Linked DNA regions of Zea mays: region 1 is linked to region 2. A link is a contact called in public Hi-C data. All regions are on one chromosome and are shown on one strand. Each heading gives the region's core, a stretch centred on a gene start, on an enhancer-like site or on the middle of the called end of the contact. The rest is flanking DNA. Distances are from core to core; before and after follow the strand shown. Region 1 holds the start of LOC100382048. Region 2 holds the start of LOC100278900.

Region 1 (7,322 bases), core at 1,935-4,434, 310 kb after region 2:
TAGTATAAATTAACAACGATATTATTGGGATAAAAGAGATAAATTAGAGTTCCTAACAGATGTGATATGATTGTAACAGATAAGTATGAGATTAGATCTGTCAGTTAACCACCCACCTAGGATAGGATTGTAACAGATAAGTACAAGATTAGATCTGTCATGTAACCACCCACCTTCCAGCCTATATAAGGTCATGTTTGGTTTCTTTAGTCATCTAACTAAACTTTAGTTAAACTAACCCGTTTGGTTTCATTGACTAAACCTGACAAAAGAACATTAATTGGTGTGAATAATAACTGCATTACCCCTATTAATCAGTGGAACCTGCTGCATGTAGAAAGAGCAGAGAGTAAGTAAGGTAAAAATCCTACTTTAGTCTTTTTAGTTACCCCTTTGGTGACTAAAGAACTAAAGTTTAGTCACCCCACTTTAGTCACCCTGTTTGCTTCTTTAGGGACCAAAAGTGACTAAAGTTTAGTTACCCAAACCAAACGGGGCCTCAATACATGTAACCATAACACCTCAACCCATCAATCATATACTCATCTCTTCTATAGCCTCGCAGCAGCACTGGTACCGCCGCATCCAAGCCACAACAGCCCGACGTCAGCTAAGCTCGCAACCATAAGTCACTATGACCAGCTCGTCGAAGTTCGAGTTTCTCCCAAATGTAGGAAACAGGCATGCAATTTTAGCCAAATCTCATTAGCAATTTTTAATGTAAAAACATGATTAAAAATATCCATGCTAAGAGATTCATACAAGTAATTTTTGGCTCTAGCATTTAAATGAATTTATTTTTCCTCACTTGTGGTGGGTTTCTCGCGATTCTTGGGTGGTTTCATCCCGTCACGAGTGACTCTCCAAACACCTAGATCAACAGCCTCTAAGTAACAAGCCATTCTAGCACTATAATATGGGAAGTTAGTGCCGTGAAGTGTGGTGGCCTATGGGTATCCACCCCCTTTCTCTAAAAAGCGTCGGTTCTTTTAGCGGTGAAGCTAAATCGTTTCAAATGAGCCAAACCAGACTCTGATATCAATTGTAGGAAACGGTGACGCCTAAGAGGGGTGTGAATTAGTACTTCTAAAACTTTCTTTAAACTAGGCCACAAATAAATCCTAGAGCAAAACATATACAAATAATCAAACTAGAATGTGCAAACTAGGTTTTGTCTAAGTGTTGCTATCTCTACCGCAAAGGCTCAGTTTCAATCTAAACAATGTACCAAAAAGACAGGATTGAAACTTAAATACTCAATTTAAATGTGGAAGGTAAAGAGTAAGGTAGAGATGCAAACTCTCGTGGATGACGCCGGTATTTTTACCGAGGTATCCGGAACCACGCAAGGTTCCGATTAATCCTCGTTGGTGCCTCTACGCAAAGGGTAGCCCACGCGATGGCCAAGCACCACGATCGAGTAACTCCATAGAGAGATGCAGGCCTTCTCCACGCGCAAGTGGTGCTCCGCTTCCGGCTCCTCTCGGACGCTCCCCGTTGTCTCCACTATCGAGCTTCCGACCGAAACTTCGTGGGCCTCGTTCCTTCCGGTACACGGTGGTAGCCGTGACATAAACACGGTTGTCACGATCTCGCAAGACTCTCGTCCCACTCGATACAATTACAACAGCTCACGCAAGAGCCGAGGGGTTGTGTGTTTTTTCTAAACTCACTCAACTAACTAGGATTCACCTAGAGCAAACGCTAATGCGGTCTAACTAATCCAAGCACTTCGCAAAGCACCTACGTTAATCACCGAGTGATTCTATTAAGCATTTGGGTGTATGAGCACTTGGAAATGTATACGATATGCCTTGGTATGTTGCTAGGGCTCTTACACCTTCAAATGGTCGGTTGGATGATGTATTTATTGGCCCCAACTCAATTATAGCCGTTGGAGGAAAACTGCAGCTTTCTGCGGCACACCAGACAGTCCTGTGGTAGGCACCGGACAGTCCGGTGTCCTGTCCGGTGCACCACTAGTCGTTGGATCTGTCAGTCGACCGTTGGCTGTCAGCCTTTGCACCTGACAGTCTGGGCCCTCCTCCACAGTGCCACTAGGAACTAGTCGTTGGACTAATATTCCCTGGTGCACCAGACAGTCTGGTGTCCTCGACCTGACAGTCCACCAGTGACAACACTTTTCTTCGTTTCTTAGACTTTGCTTGATACTTGTTGATCTTCATAATGTCTTCATTTGATGTGTTGCTTTCCTCAATGCCTTAGTCCAAGTCACTTTAGCATCCTGTAAACTACAATTATAAACGCTAGCAAACTTATTAGTTCACAGGTTATGTTGATCATCAAACACCAAAACCTTTTGAGCCAAATGGTCCGAGACCCATTTTCCTCACACCCAACTCTAGCGACAAATTCGACGAGTAATTTCTCACCGTCCGTTCATCTTCTAGGGCAGCCCACGATGTGGCCCCACTGTGGCCCATAGACTCGACTATTGGGCCTCCTCAGTCGAGTTGTCTTTCCCGCCACCGAGTCTTCATCAGCTATCCCCTTCTTGATCCTCACATCGGCTCGGCTCGGCTTGACTCGTTGACAGACCAAACTCGACTCGGCTTGGCTCATTCATTCAACGAGCTCAGGCTCGGCTTAGCTCGAAATTGCCTCGCGAGATGGATCTTGATAAATAATATTGTATTATATAGTAATTTAATAGTATTTAAATGTGAAAAATATAATCATCATTTAACATTTTAAGTAAAATTATCTATTATCCATCTTTATTATATAGTTTAATTAATCTGGGACAACTGCTTTTTTACAGCCCTACTCATGAGCTTCGTACGACAGTGTGAAGAAGAGCAGGCAGCTTTTTTAAGCAATTGTACGTACCCATCCATGGTCGACGGAACCGCATCTATATCCACGGCCAGCTCATGTCAGCGTCACCGAAGTTGTTTCCAAACAAACAGAACCGGAAAGCTGCACCAGAGAAAAGAACGAGCTAGAAGAAAAGATAGCAGCCAAGAAGTCTCACAAGATCACGCCCGAGACAGCGAGGAAACGGAAAAACGGAGGTGTGACTGTGTGTTGTGAGTGACCAGAGCGGCGAGGAGCGGGGGCGGAGAGAGGACAGACGGGGTGCAGTGCACGCGACGCACGCGGCACCCTCGGCTCGCCGTTCACAATAAAATCCAGCCACGCCTGCGCATCCCTCGTCCTCGTCTCTCTCACAGCTGCTTTCTTCCTTCCTGTTCCTGCTCGTCGCCTCTCGAAAGCCAGGAGGAGTCTCGCCTCCCCCTCCTCGCGCGCGTGGCAGCTATGGCGATGGACGACCTCGCGGGCGCCTCCTCCTCCTCCTCCATGGCGGCGGCCGCCTCCTCCGACCCCTCGCACGGCTGGCAGACGGTGTCGTATCCCAAGCGCAACCGCAAGCAGGCGCAGCCGCCCCGCACCACGGCGCCCGATCTGGCGCTGCAGTCCAACGGCAAGCCTGGCGGCGTCTTCGACGCCGTCGAGAAGCGCTCCCAGGAGCGCCACCGCGCGCTGCAGCAGCAGCTCGCCTCCAGGGCGGCCGACCTCGACGACGCGCGGATCGCCGTTGCCACGGGCGCCGCCTACTCCGACGACGACGACTCCGACGAGGCCGCTGCCCCGCGCCAGGAGGGAGAGGTCAAGAAGCCTAAGAAGCCCAAGGTGAAGAAGCCGAAGGTGACGGTCGCCGAGGCCGCCGTCCTGATCGACGCCGAGAACCTCGCAGCGCACCTCTTCGAGATCTCGGTAAGGCCGCGTCAAACCTCTCCTCCCCGTCGAATTCCTGTTAAAAAAATGAGATCTTGTGATGATGGTCCGGATCAAGGTTTTGTCTTTTTACGGATCGGATCTGGGTAGGGTTTAGCGACGGATCTCGCTGGAATTGATGAAATTCCGACGAAATGCTAGGACGTACCGGGTTTCGGATCAAGTTGAACCAAAATTCTATCCAATATAGTACTGTTGCCTTGCCTGAAAGTCGGATCTTAGGATGTAAAGATGGATCTCGGGGAGCTCTGGGCTTTGGTATTAGGATTAGCCTGCAAAAGGTTGGTACACTTTCTGTTGTGTATGTATATTCTGATTATTTGTTCTGTGCAGGCATCGTACGAGAATCAACAGGACATTCAGCTCATGAGGTTTGCTGATTACTTTGGCCGGGCATTTGCAGCTGTGAGCGCATCTCAATTTCCATGGGCAAAGATGTTCAAAGAATCAACAGTGTCCAAGATGGTTGATGTGAGTTATCATATCACTAGATATTGTTCTGGAATCTATTTATGCATGTCATCATTTTTTTTCAGACTGCTTAGATGCAATTGCTGTCTGTAGGAGGTCTATTTTTTTAATGTTACTCTACTGTGCTGTAGCGCACGTAGTGATGCATTTGGTATTTATGTTTCACTCCAAAATTAGGAAAATCCATGCATTAAGGTCTTTGGTTTTTTATGCATGCGAAACTTTTTTCCAGATTGTGCTTAGTTGCAATTGCTGTTGATTGGAGGTTTATGTTTTAATGTTATGTTATTGTGCTGTAGCCGCACGTAGTGATGTATTTGGTATTTATGTTTCACACTAAAATTTGGAGAATCCGTGCAATAACGTCTCTGGTTTATATGCATGTGATCATTTTTTTCAGCTCATGCTTAGACGCAATTGCTGTTGATTGGAGGTTTATGTTTTAATGTTATGTTATTGTGCTGTAGCTGCACGTAGTGATGTATTTGGTATTTATGTTTCGCGCCAAAATTTGGAGAATCCGTGCAATAACGTCCCTGGTTTATATGCATGTGATCATTTTTTTCAGCTCATGCTTAGACGCAATTGCTGCCTGTTGGATGTTTATGTTTTAATGTTACGTTACTGTGCTGTAGCTGCACGTAGTGATGCATTTGGTATTTATGTTTCGCGCCAAAATTTGGAGAATCTGTGCAATAACGTCTCTGGTTTATATGCACGTGATCAATTTTTTTCAGCTCATGCTTAGACGCAATTGCTGCCTGTTGGAGGTTTATGTTTTCATGTTACGTTACTGTGCTTTAGCCGCACGTAGTGATGTATTTGTGTTTTTATGTTTCGCGCTAAAATTTGGAATATCTATGCATTAACGTCTCCGGTTTGGGAAACCGTTATGACACATTTGTCGTATCTTAACAAACTCAGATAACCAACTGAGGAAAGTGATTGAGGCCACCCTATTATTACAGTAACATGCATGTTCCCTGCATGGTGGCAGGTAGGCGCTCCGAATGCGTGAGTCCTGATTGGCCATCACCAGGGCCGTTCCTAAGTTTTGAGGGGCCCACGACAGGATTATAGACTGAGGCCCCAATACCACAGGAACTACTTTTTTTTTTTTACTATGTATCAGCTAATTAAAATAATTCAATTTGTCATGGAAAAACTTGAGCGGTAAAAATAGAAGTAAGACAGAAGCAAGAACCTGGACAGCGGGACTATCGCCGTAAGATAATCACGCTCGCAGGTGCGGCGTGCCCTAGCGTTCAGGTTCAGTATTGCCTTGTGTTGCTTGCCTGTGGGATGCAGCCTGCCTAGCTGCCTATCGTCCCCGTATGCACTAGGGTGGGGCCTCTGGGAATTGGGGGCCCAGATCGGTTGCCCTGCTCGACCCCCCTCAGGCAAGGCCTGGCCATCAATGTGATGATTATAACGTGCATGCCAAGAATATCGACTTGATTACACGAATTTTGCTAGTCAATTGTGTTGCAGTATACAGCTGGGTCAAGTTATTTAATTACTATATATTTTTAGCAACATTTTCCATATTAGGATGAAGTTATAATCCTTCATTGGTCACATTGATTTGTTATTATGTAATTCTATCTATGCTTGCAATTAATGTTCCCGTGTACTGATGGTGGTTGGCACTATTGTTCTGGCTTCATGAGCATGATTGTATTTTATATTACAGTATGAGATTTAATGATGATAATGCCTCTGATTTTTCTTTCTTATTCATTTTCGGTATGTGTCTAACTAATAACTGTGTTGAGCAGATCCCACTGTGCCATATATCTGAGGCTGTGATCAAGACTGTGAGTGATTGGATCAGTCAAAGATCTTCTGATGCCCTGGGAGACTTTGTTTTGTGGTGCATAGATAGCATCATGTCTGAATTGTCAGGTCCATCAGCTGGCCCTAAGGGTTCAAAGAAGGTTGCACAACAGTCTCCAAGGGCCCAGGTAACATTCAAGTCATGTTGACTTTTAACTATCATCCTAGGATGTATAATGTACATGTGTTTCTAAATACAAATAATATTCCAGTTGGAATCTTATTCCTTTTGTTGGATATGAAATGGGTCATGGCTGTATTATTCTTAACAAGTGAACATCTAGGTGAACGGATGAAAATGTACATTTTGTTTAATTAATTTTATTCGTCTGCAACTTGCGCTGAGATAGCAGATAAACTGGACATGCCAATGCCATGCCATATGTTTTATCATATGTGTTGAGCTGGACATCCCTGTTACTGGTGTCTGTTAGTAATGTATTGTGCTATTATGTTTATACACCATCTTGTGAAGAACAACTATGTAGATCGTGCAAATTTTATATTATTTGAGCAATATGCTGACATTCCACGTTTATAGATAGGAGTATGTGCTTTGTAGTGCCATGTACATCAAGTTCTAGTCTTCTAGATTGTGTAAAATTCAAATAGCCTGATGTATTTGTTTTCTAGATCTCCTTTCATATGTGTACATGTATTTGGATGTTACCATCATTATTTGATCAGAGGACTGATTTTTTTATTCTAATGTGGTTTTTGTTCACCATCTGATCCTGATTTTTTTTGCATTATTTCCATTTACGACTTAATGTGAATTGTGATTCTCCAGTTGTTGATGTGCCTTTTTGCCTTTTATGTAAGGTGTTTGTGAGCGGAATCAAATATTTGCATTAAGATCCTCCCAGACTATGGATCATATAGGTTTATCTATATGATAAATCTTAAGTTGTTGATGTTGACCAACACTCACTGAATTATTGGCCTTTTATTTGTAATGATGAATGGCTCGGTCTTTCTTTTTGGCTGGTACTTTTTTACTGATTGTTGATGATGACAGGTTGCAATCTTTGTTGTTCTTGCCATGACTTTAAGAAGAAAGCCTGATGTACTGGTAAATGTTATGCCAAAGATAATGGGAAACAATAAATATCTGGGACAGGAAAAGCTTCCCATCATTGTCTGGGTTATTGCTCAGGTACTCTCTTCCCTGGCACCTTTGTGCTAGTTACTACTTATGCTTTCCAATTCTTTACCATTTTTATAATTATATTTTTTTTGTACCAATTCTTTTCTGA
Region 2 (7,657 bases), core at 1,003-3,502:
TGACCGTCCTACGTCGTACACCTAGGTACGAACGACAAGATTGGACCAATGGATCCGCTGGATAGTCAGCATCCGCGTCAGGTTTTTTTTTTTAAAAAAGGAAAATCTAAACATCTCAGCTAAGTTTAGTTTGCGAAAATAAATAGTAGTACACTTACGAAACTGCTTTCCAAGGGAATTTAACATTCAAGCTTGACATATATAAAAAGTAATTTATGGTCAAAATGCTCTTACATTGCTACAATTTCCATGTATCATTGAGTGTAGAGTATAAAATATAAAGACGTGTGTTTGTTGGCTAGGTGAATGCGAATGTAGGTTTGGAGTCAATAACCACAATTCAAATCCTCATTTCTGCATAATTTTAGCTTTTTTCGGAAGCAAAAGGGTAACACATGACATTGGTGGAACGATAGGAAATGATGCTAGATGATATACTTCTTGTGTTCTTAAATATAAGCTATATCTAAGATTTTAACATCATCCTAAATTAGATACTTCCTGTCATATGTGCCCATCTGTGTCAAATTAAAGGTCGAAGTATCTGGATAGTTCGACTCTATCAACATGTGCACATCTTTTAAACCATCAATGTATGCCTTTGCACAAATGTCTTTTATAATCGGTAGTCAAAGCAATGACATGCCTTTTCGAACTATTCCTTCCTAGATAATTAAGCAAGTTGACAATCAAAATAATGCTAGTTGGTAAGGAATAAACGAGTATTCAGCTAGATTCCTTATTATGTGGTTATAAATCTGTCCGTATATCTTGTATTTAAGATGTTGTAGTTCATACACAGTCAAATTAAAAAAAACATTGTTACTTAATTGAGAGTAGAAGGAGCATTGAACTAATGCTGGAAGGACAATAAAACCGGTCTCGTTTCATAACAGTTTTATGTCATTAAATAGGTTGACATGGTACGGTATAGGATATGTGAGGAGAGAGAGATAATGAAGTTTCATGGGATGAAAATGAGTTTTATAGGATTAAAACTCACCTAAATTCAGAGACGTAGTCATGATTTTTATTTAGAGGGGCCAAGACATGTAACTATAGTTATAATGTGAATAAATAGAATATATGTATATATACAATATGCAATAGTCACTAGTCATAACAATTAACACATATATACACTAAATATATAGTAAATATTAACTTTTTATGAGCTAACTCTTTTATTTTAGCCATAGATATAAACTACAAAACAATTTTTCTTTTTTGTTAGGCCCGCTAGCCACCCTATCTACGCCACTACGTACCGACATTGTTTGCAATGCATAAAGCTTTAGAAACTAAAACATGAAACCTTCCACTGATAAGGTTCTCTCTTAGTTACTAAGGTCCTGTTCCAAACCTATTAGTTCAGCTTAGAATGAGTGAGCTAACGAATCAGCTAATTGGTAGTTATATATCTCAAATAGCTATTAGTTGCTAGCTGTTCCAACCCAACTAAAATCCGCTAACAACTTATTAGGTAACTAATAATTAGTTCTAGAGGTTTGGAACGGGACCTAAATAAGTCAATTACTAAAGTTATTTAAGTTATCTTATGGTACCAAATTAGCTAGTACCATTGAAAACACCACAAACTATATTTTGATATTGTACTTATTTGGTATCAAATATTCGTTTATTATTATTATTTTTGGTTAAGACAACTTTAGGAATTGGTTTATTTATTAGGAACAGAGGAAGAGGAAGACAGTAAGTAGTACTCTCTCCGTTTCTGATAGTTCGATTTTGCACTATCCAGCGACAACTAAAACGAAACGGAGGTAGTATTATTTATAATTACATTTGGAGAAAGGAGGAGTCGTCGTTGCACCAGAAGATCGAGGTGGTCCTGGAGATCTGGACTGGTGGATGGTTCCTGTATCTTGTTAAGACGCAGTCAGGCATGCATTGACCTATATAACCAGATACTTAACTGTGTAGGAACTTAATTTACAAGCGTGTTTTCTAGTTGGGCGTGACCAGGATCAGCAGGCCGGTACGCCCTCTGAAAGAGAGAGAAAGAAAGAAAGAAACAGACGACACCACGTCGTCACTTTCTCATACTAGTAGCCTGTACTAGTATATGATACTACCGAGCAAGTCCTCTTGGAGCGCTAGCTTGAGGCGGCATTACTCCTTGATTCCCGCTGCCCGCGCACATTATTTTGTATCGGTGCGGAGAAACGGAATGGCCATCAGCGGCGTGCAGGCGCAGCTGTTTTGCAGCTAATCCTTCTTCCTTCTTCCTCCTTCCTCCTGCTCCTCTCTCTGTCTCTGTCTCTCCCTTGCAGAGCTGGCTGAGAAAGAGCTAGCACAAACGTCGATGCAAGCGACGAATAAGAGACCGCAGAGAAGATACCCTGTGGCACCCATCGTCATGTGCCTGGTCCTGGCGTGGGCATCATGCCTCCACGGCGACGACACTAAATTATTAGCGGCCGCGGTTCCATTGCCGCGGCGTCCAGCAGCAACAAGCAGCGTGGCCGCCGCAGGGGGGATGCCCGTCGTCGTGGGCTACCGCCCGAGACCTCAAGCAGGCGCCGCCGCCGGCCGCTCAGCACCGCGTTCCACCGCCTGGATCGGAGACGACAAGCGCCAGATTCCAAGCTGTCCCGACGCTCTCCACAACAGGTAGGGTCGAAATCCAAGCACCCTGGCCTGGCCTGGCCTACCCCGTGCCCGTGGTAACCACTGCTTAATTAGAAGAGAGAGTGTGTGTGTGCGCGCGTCGCTATGTGTTTTGGTTGAATTAGTTCAAAAGTATCGTCATCTTACAAAGCTGCTGCAACAGTATGCAACGCTGAAGATCGGTGAGCAGAACCACGGTGGCTAGCTCGATCTCTTGTGCATCTCGCATTATGAAAAAAAGTGTGTCTTTCTGCGTTGTTTGATTCAATTTGTACATGTTCCGCCGGGAGATACTTTCACTTGTAGTAGCCATATATTTGCATGAGCTCAGGTTATCCACCACCACTGGGTGGGTGTTTTAGCTCAGTTGACATTATTGTCCACTGCAGCATGAATCCAAGATGAAGCTTTCGCACATGGTGCTATCGATCGTACGTTCTGTGTCTGTCTAGCTCTAGAGCGGTTACGTATCGTCAATGGTTAAGGTAGTGTTGGAACGGTTGGGACGATGGAGCAGCTCATTAATAGGAGTGGCTCCGTCCGAAAGATTTGAGGGAGCATGATGGTTTAGGATTTGAATATAACTTTTCAAGATCACTTTTTGTTCTCCATAGAACTAATTCAAACATCAATAAATTAGAAGCGGAGCGACTCATCTCACTATACTCTGAAACCAAACACTAACTAAAATACGTGTGTGCGGACCAGTATATTACGCATACTTATTTCACTGGGACAAGTCTTTAGCCAATAATTACTTTGTTAGTACTCCTACATATATAGTTTTTATTTGTATAAAAAACTCTTGCCTCATGCTTTTGAACCACACTGCTAGGACGAGCCTTTACACAGTATTCACGACGACATTCTGGAAATATTTTATTGACGAGTGGATCTGGTCACTGGCTCCAAAAGCTTCCTTTGGAGAGCCAGTAGCTGATGAGCTGCCACACAGACATTGACGCTCGATCTGAAACAGAAGTAGATTGGTGTTAATGCAAGCTGTATTGTGGTTGTGGACTCGATCGGTGGCCACGGCGGGTGTGGGCGTGGGCCTTGAGTTCAGTGGAGTTTGGGGTTCCTACAAAGAAGAGGCCATCATTTGCATCTTCGGAAGAAAAGAACCCTTTCTGGCGACCCGGTTCTGTTTGTTTGTTTGTTCGTTGGTTCGTTCTCATCCTCCTCTCAGAGCAGGCGCGCGCGCGGGATCCATCAACCATCATGTTGTTGTGGTCTCTAGCGCGCTTGTGTCTGCTTGCATGTTACTCGGGCGACTGTTGCTCACATGTACAAGGAACACCGCGTGCTTTGGACGGTGCTCTTAAATTGAGCGTCACTCAACTGCGGCCGCTGTCTTCTTGCACGGGAGCAATCGTGGACAGAACGATGTGAAGTTTCAGTGCCACGCCTGTAGGCTGGCTGGCCTTGATCGATCGGAGTTCTACGCTTAGGTACTGGTGCCAGCTGCCAGAGAGCAGCTGTTAGCTAGCTAGTACTAGTAGCTACCGTGCCATCTGTTTTCAACGCAAGCCGCAGTGTTTTCGCCAAGCGGCGACAGGCGGCTATCGCGTCTTGCGTTGGACCACCATGTTTCTTATCTTATTGCGTGCTGTCTCTGAATCTCTGAATCTAGAAACAGGTGCGGCTTCCGATAACAGAAAGGAACGCGGTGGTGCCTTTTGCAACTAGTGTCGCACACGCTTTTCTACTGCTAGTAAGGATGATAAATAAACTGTTGACGCTCAATCTACATCTGTCCCTCAACCTTCAGTTTTCCGCAGGGCCGTACCTGAAGGATCGAGCTGGCTGGCCACCCAGGTCCTGACCCAAAATATTGTCAGTTAGGGGCGGAGCCAAGATTACAATATAAATGAGTCGATAAATTCATCAATACTATATGTTAAAAAATATTGTATGATATTATTAATCTTAAGCACTCGACATGTAATAAGAATTCTAGTTCTTTATAAATTATCTTAGTCCATGAATCTATTTTCTAGCTAATTGATATATTGAACTAAAGTTGTGTCGCAGTAACAATACGAAAATAATAAAATTAACCATATTTGGATCTAGTATTGTAGTTTATGCGGACGTTCCGGCTGCGACATGTGGTTCTGGTGATTGATGTTGTTGGGCTATTAGCACTCATTCTGTTGTTTTGCATGATCACCTCCTCGGGACTTTGGTTGTGGGACTATGTCAGAGGCAAGTCAAGTGGTCGGCAGCAATCGATAGCTGCCCAGTCAGATGATAAGATGGATCATAAAGGCGTGAGGTTTAGATATCAACATCTGCAAACGAATTAGTTTTGACATCTCATATCATCGATTGGTCATTCAACGAGTATTTTATCTTATATTCTGTCTCTTTTAAATTTTGGTTGGCATACTATAACATAGTTATGGAGCATATATTAGCAACCATTATACTAAACCATTTATTAATTATGCTGCATAAAATCTAAATTATATGTATTTAGACTACACAAAAATTAGACTATATATATTTGTGTGTGCCGCAGTCTTGGGCGGGGCCATGGCCCCTGCTGGCCCCCCCTTGGCTCCGCCCCTCTTGTCAGTCATTAGAGTTAGTTTTTCTATATGATATAATTTTTTGAACTTTAACAGTGTTTTGCTAAAGGATTTATAAATTTTATCGGGGTCGGTTGACCCCGACAAACCCCCTAAATCCGCCCCTGAGTACTTAGTTATTTAAGTTATCTAAACAATATTTTGTTTGGTTGGTCCAAAGCCATCCTCTACTATCTTGCTCATGTAACCTAAGCTAGAAGCAGCTACTGGACTGCTCACGTGACCAATTTTCAAGTCAGGACTCAGAACAGAATACATCTAGAAAACATAATTCTCAACACGGTGCCGCCACCATATCTCCAAAGGACCGGAGAGTCCAAATAGGATTACAAACGCCAGGACACGTCATCGACGATCGACCTTCGCACGTATGCATATACTATAGGCAATAGCTAGGTAATTGTGTTGTCATTTGGCCCATCGAAATGTGTGTTTACAATTATATATATGCATACATATAGTTATTATATATACATGGGTCAAAAGGCCTTCATATAAACTTTCGCCCAGGGCCTTTGAAATCTCAGGCATGGTCCTGGTCTTCCGTTTCAGAAACTCATGGACACATCTCCCTTTCTTCCCTGATAGCTTGTCATCGATTAAAGCCAACTATTCGAACTGCTGCAGCTATAATTTATAGAGATAAAATATTGTAGAAGTAGTATAATTCAGTATAGAATAAAGCCAATCCAACGAGCTATCTTCCACTTGGACTCTGATAATGTCAGAGATTCTTTGGTCATCTGGATTAAGAGAACAAGGGCGCTGCCAAGCCCAAGCAGTGGTGCAAGTGCAATGGTCGCAACGCTCTGATGGCAGATGCCCTTTAATGTTAGAATTTGTTCGGTTAGTTCTCAATCTATATAGATTGAATGAGATTAGGTGGGTTTAAATTCTAAATAAGTTAAACTTTTTCTTAAATTTTTTAATCTCATTCAATCCATGTATAATGAGAATAATGGAATAAAATCTTATGTGTGTTGCTTATTTTGGAGGGAAGTTCATGCGCTCCTAGCGACCATACGATTTTAATAAAAAAATAAGTCTAATGGACAAAAAAACTTTTATAGTATATAGATTACTAACTCGCTTGGTTCACCTCGGGCCACAACCTGACGTCCTGACGTTTTCAGCTCAGCGACTTCATGCGACCATATAACCGGCCCAGTTCGCCTCGTTGATGGGTTGGATGCATACTCCACTCAGGAGGAAACTACTGCAGGCCTGGGCTTTTCGTAGCATGCATTCCTGTGCAACCGCAACTCCTGGTTTTGATGAACTTGGGGGCCGGACTTCTACAAACTGACCTGGCCCATATATTCGCTCCTCGGCCTTTTGATTTCTTTGAGGCATTTCATCCTTGACAAGGTTAACCATGAGCGGCGTTCAAGTGTTGGCGAGGGAATAATACCACAGATCACCAGATTCGCTCCCTTTCTTCCCGTCAGATAATTAGGCACGAGAAGTCGTAGAAGACCAGTATCCCTTCCCAGAAACATCATAGAGTAAACACGTGAGAGACAATATGTAGGGTTGGGCCTCTGGCCTTTTTCTCTTCTGCACTATCATATGAGGGGTTCAGGTTCTATATATAGAGACACGGTACCCTTAGGGGTATATTCATTATTTGCTCACATAACCGTTCGTTAGGATTTCTCAACACTCTTTCTTGGGTGAATACTGCGACCAACACATACCTCGTTAAAACTCCCAAAACCTGGTGGAAAAAATATGGAGAAAGAGCACATGATGATGCATATTGCATTTGCACTTTGTTGCCTCATTAAAAACCATACGTGAGAAACTTTAGAAAAACTCACCAAGGGAAAAGAGTACAACAATTATCATTAGGATAGATTTTGATCCTCTAGATCTGGATTCTATCGAATCTTCTACATGGTCTAAATTTATAAATGTGCTCCCCCTAATCCTTGCAAAACTGTATCAATATGACAAAACATCTTCTTCTGGAAGTATATGCACATAGAGATTTAGCAAACAAATTGCATATCCTTGCAATGCTTATTTCAAGAACTTCACCTCAACTCACTTCTAGGATACACGAGGTAAGTGCACGTATCAACATAAATAAGCCACTTTGACTGCTGGTGTTCGATCGACTAGATCTACATATTTGACAGAAACTTTAATAAAGGTTCACATATTGATCAAACTAACGCCTTCAGGGCATGCATACAATATGACATTCAGTGTCTCACAATTGTGATAAAGATTTAGCATCCGCTCCCCCTGACGATGACATCTGTCAAAGTCATTATCCCCATAACTTAAGCATATTCTTCAAGATATATGTCTCATTGTTCATCTGGAATAATGAGCATGGATGGGGCTAGGAAGCTACACCTTTCATTCTATCATACACCACAATGTATACATAGTTGTGCAAAGCAAATAACTTGTCCTTATACAAG

What was found. Hi-C and Micro-C count contacts between places; a contact is called where the count stands out from the background.
Region 1: a Hi-C map of ear shows a contact between it and region 2, with 1.7 times the contacts expected there. The contact joins the promoter of LOC100382048 here to the promoter of LOC100278900 in region 2. A contact is called at or near these places in 2 of 25 Hi-C or Micro-C datasets (ear and endosperm).

What each region holds. Positions count from the first base shown.
Region 1 is chr3:23,429,076-23,436,397 of Zm-B73-REFERENCE-NAM-5.0, forward strand. It overlaps LOC100382048, which reads left to right and starts at 3,185. Exons shown (of 10, transcript NM_001394902.1): 1 at 3,185-3,738; 2 at 4,093-4,230; 3 at 6,009-6,194; 4 at 7,085-7,222. The coding sequence starts at 3,280.
Region 2 is chr3:23,119,451-23,127,107 of Zm-B73-REFERENCE-NAM-5.0, forward strand. It overlaps LOC100278900, which reads left to right and starts at 2,253. Exons shown (of 1, transcript NM_001152027.1): 1 at 2,253-2,930. The coding sequence starts at 2,327. The coding sequence ends at 2,638.